2 separate regions of the Triticum aestivum genome follow, and region 1 is linked to region 2. A link is a contact called in public Hi-C data. All regions are on one chromosome and are shown on one strand. The core of a region is the stretch at or near the end of the contact, and the rest is flanking DNA. Distances in the headings are between cores, read along the strand shown. Region 1 holds the start of LOC123165306 (histone H2B.3-like). Region 2 holds the start of LOC123170175.

Region 1 (7,057 bases), core at 3,495-5,994, 360 kb after region 2:
TTGATATTTTCATATATTTTTTCATTGTTCCATAGTATGAGCGGGGCGAATGCGCGAGCACGCTAATGGGCCGGCCAATTCGGGGCTTGCTGTATGCGTTGCGACCCACACTTTTGTAAACCGGTGGTCTATGTTTTGATTCCCGTTGAGGGCGCTTGATATTTTCATATATTTTTTCATTGTTCCATAGTATGAGCGGGGCGAATGCGCGAGCACGCTAATGGGCCGGCCAATTCGGGGCTTGCTGTATGCGTTGCGACCCACACTTTTGTAAACCGGTGGTCTATGTTTTGATTCCCGTTGAGGGCGCTTGATATTTTCATATATTTTTTCATTGTTCCATAGTATGAGCGGGGCGAATGCGCGAGCACGCTAATGGGCCGGCCAATTCGGGGCTTGCTGTATGCGTTGCGACCCCAAATTGACATAGAACGCGGGAGCTCCCACTGGACGCTCTTTGCGTCAAATTGGTGTCACGACGCACAGGAGGCAGCCTGACTGGGCCGGCCCATCGATCTGTACCGCGTGAGATAAAAGGGAAAGCAAAAACTTTGCCTGGCGCGATGCCAGGAATCGAACTGGCGACCAAACGATTGCGACCGCGTGATACTTGCCACTCCAGCTGACTACCATTTAGAAAAGAATAACATCGCGTATCTAAAAGAACTTAGGACGCCCGTACAACCAGACAAATCTACTAATACGAGCAGGAAATAGTTACTGTAGCGAACATCTTAAAAACAAAATGTACTTTTTTTAACTGTACAAGCAGGAATTTTTTTGCATATGCCCAAAAATTTTGAATCACAGAAAGTATTTTTGAAAAAGTAAATCATCTTTTGTAAGTTGTGAACAAATTATGAAATTCCAAACAAAATTTTAAAGCACGAACATTTTTAAATTTTCGAATAAAATGTTTAAAAAATGGAACGTTTCAAGAAATTCCAAGAAAAAATTGAAACCACGAACATTTTTTGAATTTCTGAACAGAAAATAAAAAATAGAACATTTGAAGACATATATAACAAAATTTTTAAACCGCAAACATTTCTTGAAATTCTTGAACACTTTTCCAAATGCGAACATTTTTTGCATTTTAGAAAAAAAATTAAAATTTCTGAACAAAAAATTGAAACGTGAACATTTTTTGAAAACGCAAACAATTTTTTGGAAAGCATGAATTTTTTAAAAAAATTGGGAATTAAAATGTAAAATTCCAAAACAAATGAAAATTTGAAAACACGAACATTTTTTGAAAATGACGAACAAATGTTGAAAGACCGACCAGTTTTTGAAAAGAACGAAAGTTTTTTTGAACATGTGAACAAAAAATATTTGAACTCCCAAACAATTTTTTGAAATATTGAACATTGAACTTAAATGTGTGAACAAATTTTAAAAATGGGAACGTTTTACGAAACTCACGAAAAAAAATCAAACACAAACATTTTTTTGAAAAATGCGAACAAATTTTTAATTGAAACATTTAATGAAACTCACGAATAAAAATTGAAAAATAGAATCATTTTTCTTAAATTTGCGAACAAATTTGCAAAGTTGTGAAATTTTGAAAAAAAACATAAAAAGAGAAACAGAAACTAAAAAAGGAAAAGAAACAGAAAAGTAAAAAAAAAGAGAAAAAAATCGAAAGCCAAAAAGAACTTGAAAAAAAGGATACAGGAAAAAACCAGGTTCAGCCCAAAACCGGTTGGCCGCACTACCTATAAGTGGGCCGGCCCATGTCTGTGGCTCGCTGCGCTGCTCTGTGCGATTGCTCGACAGTTCGCCGCAGTGAGCGGCGAATAGGATATTTCATAGAAGGCGTCAAATAGAAGCTCCCTTCCTCATGGGCATATTTGAGGCATGGGTGCTTTAAGCAAGAGCGGGCCTGGCACAATCTCTCGTACATGAAGTTAATCATCCCGATCCCGCGTAATGTCGCCGCCATAGGGCCCGCTAGCAAAGCGTGAGCATGCATCAAGGAAGGTGGCGGCTGTGCACTTCATTTCGGTGGAGGTCGACTTGATGGTTCACAGAGGCATGAGGGCAGTCGCGTTGCTCGGCACACCTAGGTGTGGCGGGGAAGGTGGAGTTGGCAAGTGTGACAGCGTCCTATGTTGGACGCCATGTTGTGCAGCGCACATGAATGCTCGGAGCTTGGGCGGCGAGGTTGGTTGTGGGTTGTGAGGGGCATATATGTCGTGCAACGGATGTTGAGGTGTGCGTGACCAATGGGTGCGTACACTCCGGGTTGGAGGTGGCGTGACGTTGTCTGTTCTGTCTACTTCGGTTGTGTGGGCAGTGGGACAACGAGCGGGGCCAAGGTGTTGGGGCGTTCATGCTTGGATCTTCGAGCCTGGGTGGCGGCGAGCGGTGGTCGGGGGTGGCGGCTATTGCCAAGGCGCATCTCACATCCGGTCGGATCTGGACCATGCAGGCTTGCGGTCGCTGCTCTGTTGACGGTACGGCTGGTGTTTTGTTGGCCGTGGTGCGGCACGGTCGTGCGGTGTGGTGTTGCTTGTGTTGTTGGCACAATGGTGTTGTGGTCTCGACAGGGTCCATGTGGTGCCGACATCGACTCGAGGGTTCCTCCTTGATGATATCCTGCTTAGTTCGGTGTGGTCTGCCACTAATGAATACAAACGGAGCCACGACTTAGTCTTGCAGGTTTGTAGTAGCTCGCCCCATACACAAGGTGTGTTAAGGTGACGAGGAATAACGTTTTGGGGGAAAGCTTTGATCGACGAGGGTCGTTACTGGCGATGATTAGAGGCATTATTGAAGGGTACTTTTTCAATGTTGGTACGTGCCTGTCGAAGTGGTGGCAGCGTTGGAGGTTGTTGATATGGCAAAAACGTTGTGGTTGATGATGGTCGATGCGGACGATGACATCGTCCATGGGCGTCGTTTTCCTTCTTGAAGCCACTCTAAAGATCTTGCTCTCAATCACTCTGGGCCGTGGTCGTCTTAAGTGGTGGTGGTGGTCGGTTTAGGTCGTTATCAGTGTTGTGTGTTTTTCTTCTTTCTTTTTTCTTATATATGATGTGGTTTTGCCAACCATTTTGCAAAAAAAAAAAAAAAAAAATCGCTTTCTCTATATATAAGAAATACGCAGGAGCACCCAGCCCCATAAGAAAATGATTATCTACCTGCAGAAAGAACTGAAAGTCCTGAACAACTTGACACTAGAATTGCTCAAAACCTAGCCCTGACGATAAAAACACGATTTTAGGCGTTTTAGGCGATCCTGGCAGTTGAGCCAGCAGAAGGAAGGGCTGAAGCAAGGACTGCCATCCTCTGACAGGGAACAGCTTAGCCTAATTAGGAGGAGGCGAACCTATATTTATATCTGAAGAAATCGACACTCTCGTCAGACGCCACCTCACCTCTGCCTCGAGCCCCAGCCGCCGCGCCACCACCATGTACATGTACTCGTCTGCTACAGCCTCCCCTCCACACGGCCAATAGCCTCGTTAACCCATAGTCAAAATGTGTTGAGAAATGGAACAGAGAAACATCCACTCAAGTTATGAGCCGTTGTCTGCAGAGATTTACACACGGCCATACTACCGAGTCAGAACAACAGATGCCTAAACAGCAGACGGACACGCCCTTTGTGCCTGCAACGAGCAGACCGTAACGTTTTAGGCGATCCTGGCATGGCAGTTGAGCAGCGAGCAGAAGGAAGGGCTGAAGCAAGGACGGCCATCCTATGACTGAAACTGGGTCTATCTCCGAAGAAATCGACACTTTCGTCAGTTAACTGGAACAGGGTCCTGACGCTGCCTCAAGCCCCCGGCGCCATCACCATGTACATGTACTCGACCACCACAGCCTCCCCTCCTCATGCCGAAGGCACAATCAGCCTCTAAAACCGATAGCTGAAAACTGAAATTAAGAAACAGACAGAGAAACATCTTTGCAAATTCAGAATCGTTGTCAGCAGAGTATTACAGAGGCCATGCTCACAAATCTGAACATAAGTTGCATAGCATAAAAGAAGTTGGAGATTCAGAACTCACACAAACAAGATCATAGCAGGAACCATGACACAGATCAAGTGAAGCGACGGGGACAAGAACTGAACATGATACATAACCATGACACAGATCAAAGAAGCACCATTACCATTTCATGAGGTAATGAAACAGTGTGTTCCCACAGAACCAACGCAAGTTACAAGACGACATGGTCTAAACAGGTGACTGTTACAGAGAACCATCGTGGTCTAGGAGGAGGTGAACTTGGTGACGGCCTTGGTGCCCTCGGACACTGCGTGCTTGGCGAGCTCGCCGGGGAGGACGAGGCGTACGGAGGTCTGGATCTCCCTGGACGTGATGGTTGGCTTCTTGTTGTAGCGGGCGAGCTTGGCGGACTCGCCGGCGAGCTTCTCGAAGATGTCGTTGATGAAGGAGTTCATGATGGACATGGCCTTGGAGGAGATGCCGATGTCCGGGTGCACCTGCTTCAGCACCTTGAAGATGTAGATCTTGTACGTCTCCACGCTCTTCTTGGCCTTCTTCTTCTTCTTGTCAGCGCCGCCCTCCTTGGACTTCGGGGGCCGCTTCTCGGCCTTGGGCTTCTTCCCGGCCGTGGTCTTCTCGGCCGCCGGGGTCTTCTCCGCGGCAGCCGGCTTCTTCTCCGCCTTGGGGGCCATTGGACGCTGCTGCTTCGCCGGGGAGAGGTGCTGTGTTTCGCCGGAAGGTGCTGGTGGGGAATGGATTGGTGGTTGGTGATGAGATGGGGAGGGTGCGGCGACTTTATTTATGCAGAGGAAGAAGGTGCGCTCTGATTGGAGGAGGGGTAGGTGCCCCGGATCGGTGACGTCAGGTGATCGATCGAGAGATATCAGCCGCTAGCTGCTGCTTCTGATGGACGGCCCTGATGAGCTTCGGCGCGGATCGATGACATGGCCAAAAGTTGGGCGGGGAGATCAAACTCTCTTCGTAGCGGGAATTTTGGGTGTGACTGTTTTCCATCCATCTGCCATCTCAGCTGACGAAGAGCAAAGCATGTTCCTGGCTTCACATTATCAGAAGTCATACCGGAGCAAATCAAAATCAACGAAATAAGACGCAATGACAATATGGTATGAGAGCATCCGTAATCGTATATTCCTCAAACCTCCCGAATAGGTACAGGCGGACGGATCATAAAATCGGCACCCAACCGGCCAACTGGAACCCTCAAACCTAGCCCAGACGGCTGGATTGTTCGGCACCCCTCATACTCAGCACAGATGTGGGCCGGATATGGGACACCCAGACACGTCTGCCACATCAAACTGACGGGCGGGACCCGAGGAAACCCATCAGATCGTAGGGTTTCGCCGCTCCGGCAAACTGCCCGAGGGGCCAAACCCGGCTCTTTAAGCCGCTCCAGCGAGGGTTAAACCCTGGTTGCCCCCATTTCTCCCTCTCCATGCTCCAAGTACAATCTACACCGATTTGTCTACTTCCGCTGCTACTCGGACTCGGTAACGATCGTGATCCAAACCGTTTATGCATCTTCATATTGTTCCTGGGTGACCGTACGGCGATTTTTTTCTACTACGTTTTCTAACAAAAATGTATTATGTGCAGGCAAAGCATGATCCTTTTGGTATATTACTAGATCAACAGGTAGAATGTCACGAGCATTGATTGCCCATCTTTTCATTATATGGTTTCCGGTTATGTCAGAAATATCCGAAGAAGTCATGACCTGGCAGCAGATTATAGATATAAAATAAAAAATAATTAAACTTACGGACTAAACATATGCACATAGACATTCCATATAACAGACATTTAGTATATGAGCGCAAAGAAGACCCATATGTTCATACTGGGCACATTCAAAAGTGTAATTTTGGAAAATCATTAGCAGTTGACATTGTGTAAGGAGGGCGGCACCACTTCTCTCGTTGCACAAGTTTCCTATGAATTGTCTTGTACTGTTTGTTTGGATTGATAGCCTCAACATGATAATCTCTGGATTCATATATGTGATTTTGAAACATCTCAAACATTTTGCGTGTATATATTTTGCTAGCATGTCTCTCAAGTGGATTATTAGCTTTTGGTATAAAACAGGTTGGAGGGCTGGTGAGGAATCGGCGGCGAGGGCGCGGAGGATTTCTAGGAGGGGAGAGGCTGTCTCTGATTGGTGGAGGGGTGCGTGCCACGGATCGGTGGCCTTGACTGATTTGACACGATCTCAGACGTTCGCCGCTGTGCGCGATGGACGACCCACGGGCAATTCCTATTTGGCGCTGCAGGCGCCGGTTTATACTGTTTTTGCTAACCCGCGTCTACAGGAGCTACTCGCGGGCCGGCCCATATTTCATTTTTTTCCTGTTTTCGAAATTCTAAAGAAAACTGCAAAATCTCCTCACGAGTTAGGATTCGAACCCTGCACCGCAGGTTATCAGGGCTAGAGGAGTAACCAATCCGACAACCTCACTAGCTGTGATAAGATACACGTTTTATATCCATTTCTTCCTTCCTCTTTGTCCTTTTTTTCTCTATCCTTTTCTTCTTTCTTTTTTTCCAAATTCGTATTTGGTTTCTTCAAATGGATGAACTCGTGTTTCGAAATCCATGAACTGATTGTTTTGAAACTCGTGAACCTTTTTCAAAATTGATGAACTTATTTTTCATTTTTTTGAACTTTTCTCAAAATCGATGAACTTTTTTTCAATACCGATGAACTTTTCATCAAAATTGGTAAACTTTTTCCAAATCCGATGAACTTTTTTCAAATTGATGAATTTTTTCCCAAATTAGATGAACTTTTTTCAAATCAATGAACTTTTTTTCAAATCGATGAACTTCTTTTGAATTTGTGAACTTTATTTTGAATACATGAACTTTTTCGTTTTTGGTGAACTATTTTTTAAATACGGGAACTTTTTTTTGATGATCATGAACTTCATGTACACATGTTTTCAAATAATTGGAGAATCTAAACTCTACAGTGTAATGCGAAATTAATAGTGCGTCTACGTTTCTCTTCTTAAGAATGTTCGCGCCGTGTAGTATCACTGGCATTTAGCTGGTGGAATGGTTAGCATCGC
Region 2 (6,800 bases), core at 256-2,755:
ACGTCCAGAGCATTTTCCAACTTCAACAGGTTGAATCTCCTGTGACAAGAAAGAGCCTGAATTTTTAGTCGGGCTGAACTTTAACTAAAACTAACTGGTAGGCAAGCGATAGCCACTAATCACTCAAATCAAAACACACAATGACCTGAAACTACGTGCAAGAGAAATCAGACCAGATGCAGATTGCAACTTTTTCTAGTGTAGTTTCAATGGGTGTTTTGTAGTGGTGCCAAGTACACGTGGAGTGTAGTCTATTGTTCATTTCGGTGCAATCCTGTTACTACTTTCACTTTATCATTAATGTACTTCTTGGATTTTGCAACTTAGCAGTAGGGGTTGCGTGCCCGACCTTGTTCATTTGGGCTATCTGGGAAACGAGGAATGAAGCATGTTTTTGAGGTACTCTTCCAAGGGATCCTACTATGAATCCATGAGCTGGCTTCTTGAAGAACCAACACAGGAAGCACATTCAGCGGGCGGCCCGGCAAGCTGTCCCCGGTGGCGTCTGAAGATTTCTCTAGCCAGCACGGCTGCAGTAGGCCGGTGGTCAGAAGACCGGAAGCAGGCTGAGGGCGTCACCGCGTCAGGATGTATGTATGTCATGTCTGCACTGTCCTGATGAAGCCTTTAGTTTGCTAGTTTTCTTGGTGTCAATTTTTTTTTGGCCGTGCGTCTGGCGTTGTCAGTTCACGGCTTGTGCAGTCTGATTTGAATAATAAAACCCGAATGTGGTGTTACCGTCTTACCGAAGCCGAAACGATTTCAGTAACAAAATTAGGTGGCAGTTGCGCCTTTTATCCAAAGAAGAAGTCTGTGGTGTAGAGGCTCATTCGGCAGCAAGTAACTCTAACGATTTTCCTTTCTCCAACAACTCAAGCAAGTCTAGCAAACAACTTGAGCAATAAGCCTTAAAAGTGAGGCTCACTGAAAAAGTAAAAGACATGGATTGGACCATAATCTAAGCTCCATGCCCCTGCCCCAGGCAACAAACCCCATAAAACACAATTATTTTTAATTTATTACTTTTCCCGAGAGGTACAGATCCGTGGGGAACGCCACAGGAATCACATCAAGGACTAATTTTCACGCACTGATTGGAATGGATCCTCAGGGTAACAGTGAAATGCTTGAGCAAATATTTTTTTCCCCCTGCTGTGGTTCAAGGAGAAGAAAGAGAAAAGAGGGACTCGCGGAATGGTGGTTACCCTGAAAGGAAGGCTCGTCGCCGACGCCGTGGCGGTGCTCCGCCCCTGCGGCGTCCGTGGGCTGCAGGGAGGGAGGAGCGGCGGGTTAAGGGGGAAGGATCTCGCAGTCGATCGATCTGCTTGCTTGCTGACCTAGAGGAGGGAGCGGGAGGAGGAGGAGAGCTACTTCGCCGTCATCTTCTCCTGCTCCGGCCATTGCTGCTGTAAGATCGGCGGAGCTCCGTGGAGCAGTTAGTGAAGTCGAAAAAGGAAAGCAATGGGAGAGACAGATGGGCTGGATTCCGTTTATTCTCCAGCCCAACTTTACGGGCCGAGGCCCACACGAGCCCTTCTCATCCCTCGCCAGGGGGAGGCGCTGCGCTGCAGCGTTACATCCCAGACATTAGTCCCACCTCGGAAGTTTACAGGGAGCGGAACCGGTTTATAAGGCGCGGCGCTGCGAAACATTGCACGACCTTACTTGAACAGGATCTGTTCTATAGGCTCGTACCGCTGCATCCTTTACCAATAAGGAGGCAAGCACTTCAGTCTGGTTGATGCATTCTGACCACTGGGCCCGAGCGTGATTAACGGCCAGATCCATCTGATGGATGGATCCGACGGCTGTAGAGGATCGTTCCTGCCTGGCTTAGACCTGTGCAGGGTGGCCCGGTGGTTGTCTGACAGACATAAAAATCTTTTTTTTCCCACATTATTTTCTTTCTTGTGTACAACATTTTTCTTCTTACCAACGTAGTCACCTTCAAAACCATCTACAAATAATCTGCAGTTTCATTTTCGAACTTCTTTACCCACGTAATCTAGCTCATTTTCCTTACAGAATCTATGTTTTGAAGCACCTACAAACAATCTGCAGTTATGTATTTTTAACTTCTTTAGCCGCATAATCTATTTGTAGTCAGAGGGTGTTTGTAGTCACAAATCTGATTCATTTTTTAGCTTCTCCAACCACAGAATCTTTTTGCAATCACACAGCTCAGATTCACTTTTTGCAACGGCAGTCAGTACAGCCAGACAAATGGTTCACCAGTGCTCCTTCTATATATCAGACTTAAGATGCGTGTTTAGTGTGATCCTTGCCCCAGAAGAATAAAACACAGCCAGTTTAACCATCACATTGACATCATTATCTCTTTGCACGACAGGCTCTCAAGAACCCAGCGAACTGGCTTACGGGACCCGCCATCATCAGTATTACATGATGCCTCCATCGGCACTCGATTGACCCCAATCGACCCCAAACTTTGTTTGAGCATTCATCACTCAAGTTCTTTCAGCAGTCAGTAGTAGCTTCAGCGGCACCTGACAGGGACAAATAGACCTCTTGTAAGCAAGAAGAAAAAAGAAAAAAAAAAGATGGCATGGTCACAGCACATAGTACACAGATGGGGACAGTCAAAGGATCGGCTTACTCACTCACTGTGAAGGGGCACCTGAGACTCTGATCACCTTATATGGAAGCGCTCCGAGGTAGCTGTGCCCATCTGCTGACCTCCCGGGCAGCACACCCGACGCCATGATCCTGGATGGGAAACATACTGGCCGCAACCCTTGGCTGTAAGATACAGCACCCCAGCTTGACCTGAGCAATGTAGCACCGAAACACGCTCATGTGGACCGTCTTGAGATGATCATGGTGACGCATATGGGAGCCTTCCATCACTCCCAACGTCGTCAAGGTTCAGATATACCATCTACATTTCAAAGTTTGCGATCAATCGGAGCAAGTAGTCCAAGCACAGGTCTTTCCTGTAGAATGATGCAATCATGCAGCATCATTATACTTGAGATCCATGTATTTGTTTATCTAAACTAATAAAATGGCACTCACATCCAAATGCAACGTCTCCAGTCGGGGTGCAACACCCAAGCAGCGGGCAAGCTGAAGAACTTCATTATCAACATTTGGCTGTCTAGAGAAGACACTTAATTGGACAACTCAGATGCCTGGAATGCATAAACATGCCATGTGGTTTCGTTGTCAGCTTCTGCAACTGAAACATGACAAGGACAAATAACATGACACTAAAACCAGTTTCAGGACTATAATGTACGCAAACAAGAATGAATAAATAAATAAACACCAGCTAACCTATTCATATCCATGCATATAAGATTGCACATTTAGTATCATCACTGGCAAAATGATTGGAACTAATTGTAGCCTTCGCTGCCAGAAACAGTGAGTGAATACACAGGCCAGTCCTTTGCTGCCTTTAAACATTACTGTAGCCTTCACTAATTTTGAGCAACCATGAAGTGTTTAGGAATCTCGTCTTTCGTACTCAAAATGAGCAAGATCAGCAACATGAAACTCAACCATCTCGACATTCATTCTGTCAATTAGTAAATGTTGAAGCTCGTCAAGTTGGTGTGGTATGCTTAAATTAGTTACTCCCTCAAACCCATATAATTTGTCACTGCTTTAGTACAACTTTCCTAGCAAGCCTGGAAAGTTTGCTCGTCAACCATCTCGACACCAAATTACTCTGTGATCTCTATGTCCTCAAGTGCCGAACAGTTTGCTAGCAAGCCTGGAAAGTCTTCAGATATCTGAACACATTCCAGATTAAGTCTTCTGAATATTGTAAAGCCACATATACCGGGTGTGGCTTTATAGAAACAGCAGCGAGAGACAAGGACTGCACAGAAGAGCTGCCTTGAACACCCAAGGCCTCAAGAGGAAAGTGATGAACTTCTTCGGATGGCGAATAAGTTTTCTTCAGACCAAAAGCTATGATCTTTGTTTTCGATGAAGCGGCAAAGTGAATCCACCTGTCAAGATTATAAAAGTCCTCTTTGTGCAAGCCACAACTGATGCAGAACTTATCGATCCCTATCCCACTATGCCACTGAATAGGCCAATTTACAGCCTTAATGAACTTAGGTCGTTTTATTTTGAGAAGATCATCAATGGATCATTCATCAGTTGTAAATCCAGATCACTTGGGCCATAAAAACACAGATTACAGTGGAATGTCCAGAGCATTTTCCAACTCATCGAAACAATGCTTGTCCTCACAGCCTCTTCAAGTGGAAGCAGTGACATCACAACAGGTTGAAACTCATGTGACAGCAAAGGGCCTGGATATTTAGTCAGGTTCAATTTTAACTAAAACTAACTGGTAGACGAGTAATAGCCACTAATTACTCAAATCAAAACACACAATGACCTGAAAGTGCACAAAAGAGAAATCAAACCAGATGCAAATTGTAACTTTTTGCAGTGTAGTTTCAATGGGTGTTTTGCAGTCTTCTTTGCAACAATTTAGTGGTGCCAAGTACACATGGAGTGCAGTCTATTGTCCATTTCGGCGTAATTCTGTTACTGCTTTCACTTATCGTTAATGTACCTCTTGGATTTTTGCAATTTGGCAGTAGGGGTTGCGTGCCTGACCTTGTCCATTTGGGCTATTTGGAAAACGGGGAATGAAGCATGTTTTTGAGGTATTCTTCCTAGGGGTCCTACTACTGTGGCTTTTCCAATCTGTCTGACCGATGAAATTATGAGCTGGCTTCCAGAAGAACGAACACAAGAAACACATTCGACAAAGGAAAATCGTTGAATTACTTCCTGTAGTAGGCCGGTGGTCAGAAGACCGGAAGAAAGGTGCCAGTCTGTGGTGTCCTGATGAAGCCTTTAGTTTTGCTACTAGTTTTCTCAGTGTCAATTCTTAGTTGTGCTTCTGGCCGTTCCAACGCTGTTGTTAGGCCGCGGCTTGTGGAGCCTGGTTTGCATTGTGGAACCTGTGGTACCGAAATCGAAACAATTTCAGTAACGAAATTAGGTGGCCGTTGCGCCTTTTATCCAAGGAAGAAGTGTGTAGTGTATACGCTCATTCGGCAGCAAGTAATTCAATTATTTTCCTTTCTCTAGCAACTCAAGCAAGCCGATACCCTCCCTGTTGGTGTAGCAAACAACTTGAGCAATAAACCTTAAAACTGAGGCTCACTGAAAAAGTAAAAGACATGGATTGGGCCATAACCTAAGCTCCCTGCCCCTGCCCCAGGCAACAACCCCATAAAACACCAGATTTTTTTTGTTTGCCCCAAAGGTTCAGATCCGTGGGGAACACCCCAGGAATCACATCAAAAGACTAATTTTCACGCAGTGGTTGGATCTTAGGGTAATAATATTATTTCCCCCTCCTGTCATGTGAGGAGAAGAATGTGAAGAGAGCGACCGGCGGAATGGCAGTTACCCAGGAAGGTTCTCCATCCGGAAGGACGGCTCGTCGCCGACGCCGTGGTGGTGCTCCGCCGCCGCGTCGCCCATGGGCTGCAGGGAGGGAGGAACGGCAGGTCAAGGGGGGAAGGGATTTCGCACTTGACCGATCTACTCAGGAACGCCCATACTGCTGCTTACTTGCTGGGCTAGGGAGGGGGAGGAGCTACTTCGTCGTCATCTTCTCCTGCTCCGGCCATTGCTGCTGCAAGATCGGCGGAGCTCCCTGGAGTCCAGACGAGACGACGGCTGTTTCTTAGATGGGCTGGGCTCCGTTCATTCTCCAGCCCAGCTTCACGGGCCGAGACCCACACGAGCCCTTCTCATCCCCCAGGCGCTGCGCTGCGCTTCAGCGTTGCTTGCCATACATTAGTCCCACCTCGGAAGTTTACAGCGCGCCGAACCGGTTTATAATGTGGGGTGCTGCGAATGGTTGCACGACCTTACTTGAACAGGATCTGTTCTATAGGCTCGTACCGCTGCATCCTTTACCAATAAGGAGGCAAGCACTTCAGTCTGGTTGATGCATTCTGACCACTGGGCCAGAGCGTGATTAACGGCCAGGGTTCATCTGATGGATGGATCATACGGCTGTAGATGATCGTTCCTGCCTGGCTGACGCCTGAACAGGGTGGCCCAGTGGTTGTCTGACAGACACAATTCTTTTTATTTTTTTGCCTGTACTAACGGCACCTTTTCCACGCCTGAACAGGGTGGCCCAGTGGTTGTCTGACAGACACAAAATTCTTTTTATTTTTTTGCCTGTACTAACGGCACCTTTTCCATTTCTTACCTACAAAATATTCGTCTAAAAGACTTTCTTACCTACAGAATATTGGTCTAAAAGATCTACAAATAAATCTGCATCTTCATTTGGGACTTCTTTAACCATTGGTAATCATATAACCTAGTCGTAATCATATATCTGAAATCATCAAACAAACAAACCAAAATGGTCGCCGGTCCCGGAACAATTCAATTCAACAAGATCAATAACTAAAACTGCGACAAACCATTGGTAAAGCAGCAAACGATCCTGATGAACGTTTCAAACTTGAAAACAACAAAAATAATGTTTGCTTGCTTGATTTCTTCTGTGAATCTTTAGACTCTAAACCAATACAAAACTGAGCTGGGATGAAGCTGGCAGCCTGGGCTGCCTGGTTGAGATTCTTCTCCTTTTCGACAAGTTGCGGCATGCAATAATTCACACGATAAACAAACAAATGTGATGCATAATGATTCTTCCATTCAATCAGTGCATCAATAAACTCGACAGGGGCTCCCCTGCTGTTCAGGGTCAAACACAAATTCCATCACGATTTCACTCCAGGCGACAAAGGCTCTAGACTCGCCTGACGGTCACGGAG

What was found. A called contact is a pair of places that touch in the nucleus more often than the background predicts.
Region 1: a Hi-C map of leaf shows a contact between it and region 2, with 4 times the contacts expected there. The contact joins the promoter of LOC123165306 here to the promoter of LOC123170175 in region 2. A contact is called at or near these places in 3 of 5 Hi-C or Micro-C datasets (leaf and root) and 1 of 1 datasets of contacts at active chromatin or transcription factors (leaf).

The regions. Positions count from the first base shown.
Region 1 is chr7D:590,645,074-590,652,130 of IWGSC CS RefSeq v2.1, forward strand. It overlaps LOC123165306 (histone H2B.3-like), which reads right to left and starts at 4,745. Exons shown (of 1, transcript XM_044582934.1): 1 at 4,109-4,745. The coding sequence starts at 4,657. The coding sequence ends at 4,229.
Region 2 is chr7D:590,292,764-590,299,563 of IWGSC CS RefSeq v2.1, forward strand. LOC123170175 reads right to left here and starts at 1,506. Exons shown (of 4, transcript XR_006485072.1): 1 at 1,338-1,506; 2 at 1,206-1,266. It overlaps LOC123171796 (small nucleolar RNA U3), which reads left to right and starts at 1,656; the gene lies at 1,656-1,874. LOC123164526 reads right to left here. Exons shown (of 8, transcript XM_044582037.1): 8 at 6,660-6,800. LOC123171795 (small nucleolar RNA U3) reads left to right here and starts at 5,868; the gene lies at 5,868-6,087. It also overlaps the pseudogene LOC123166747.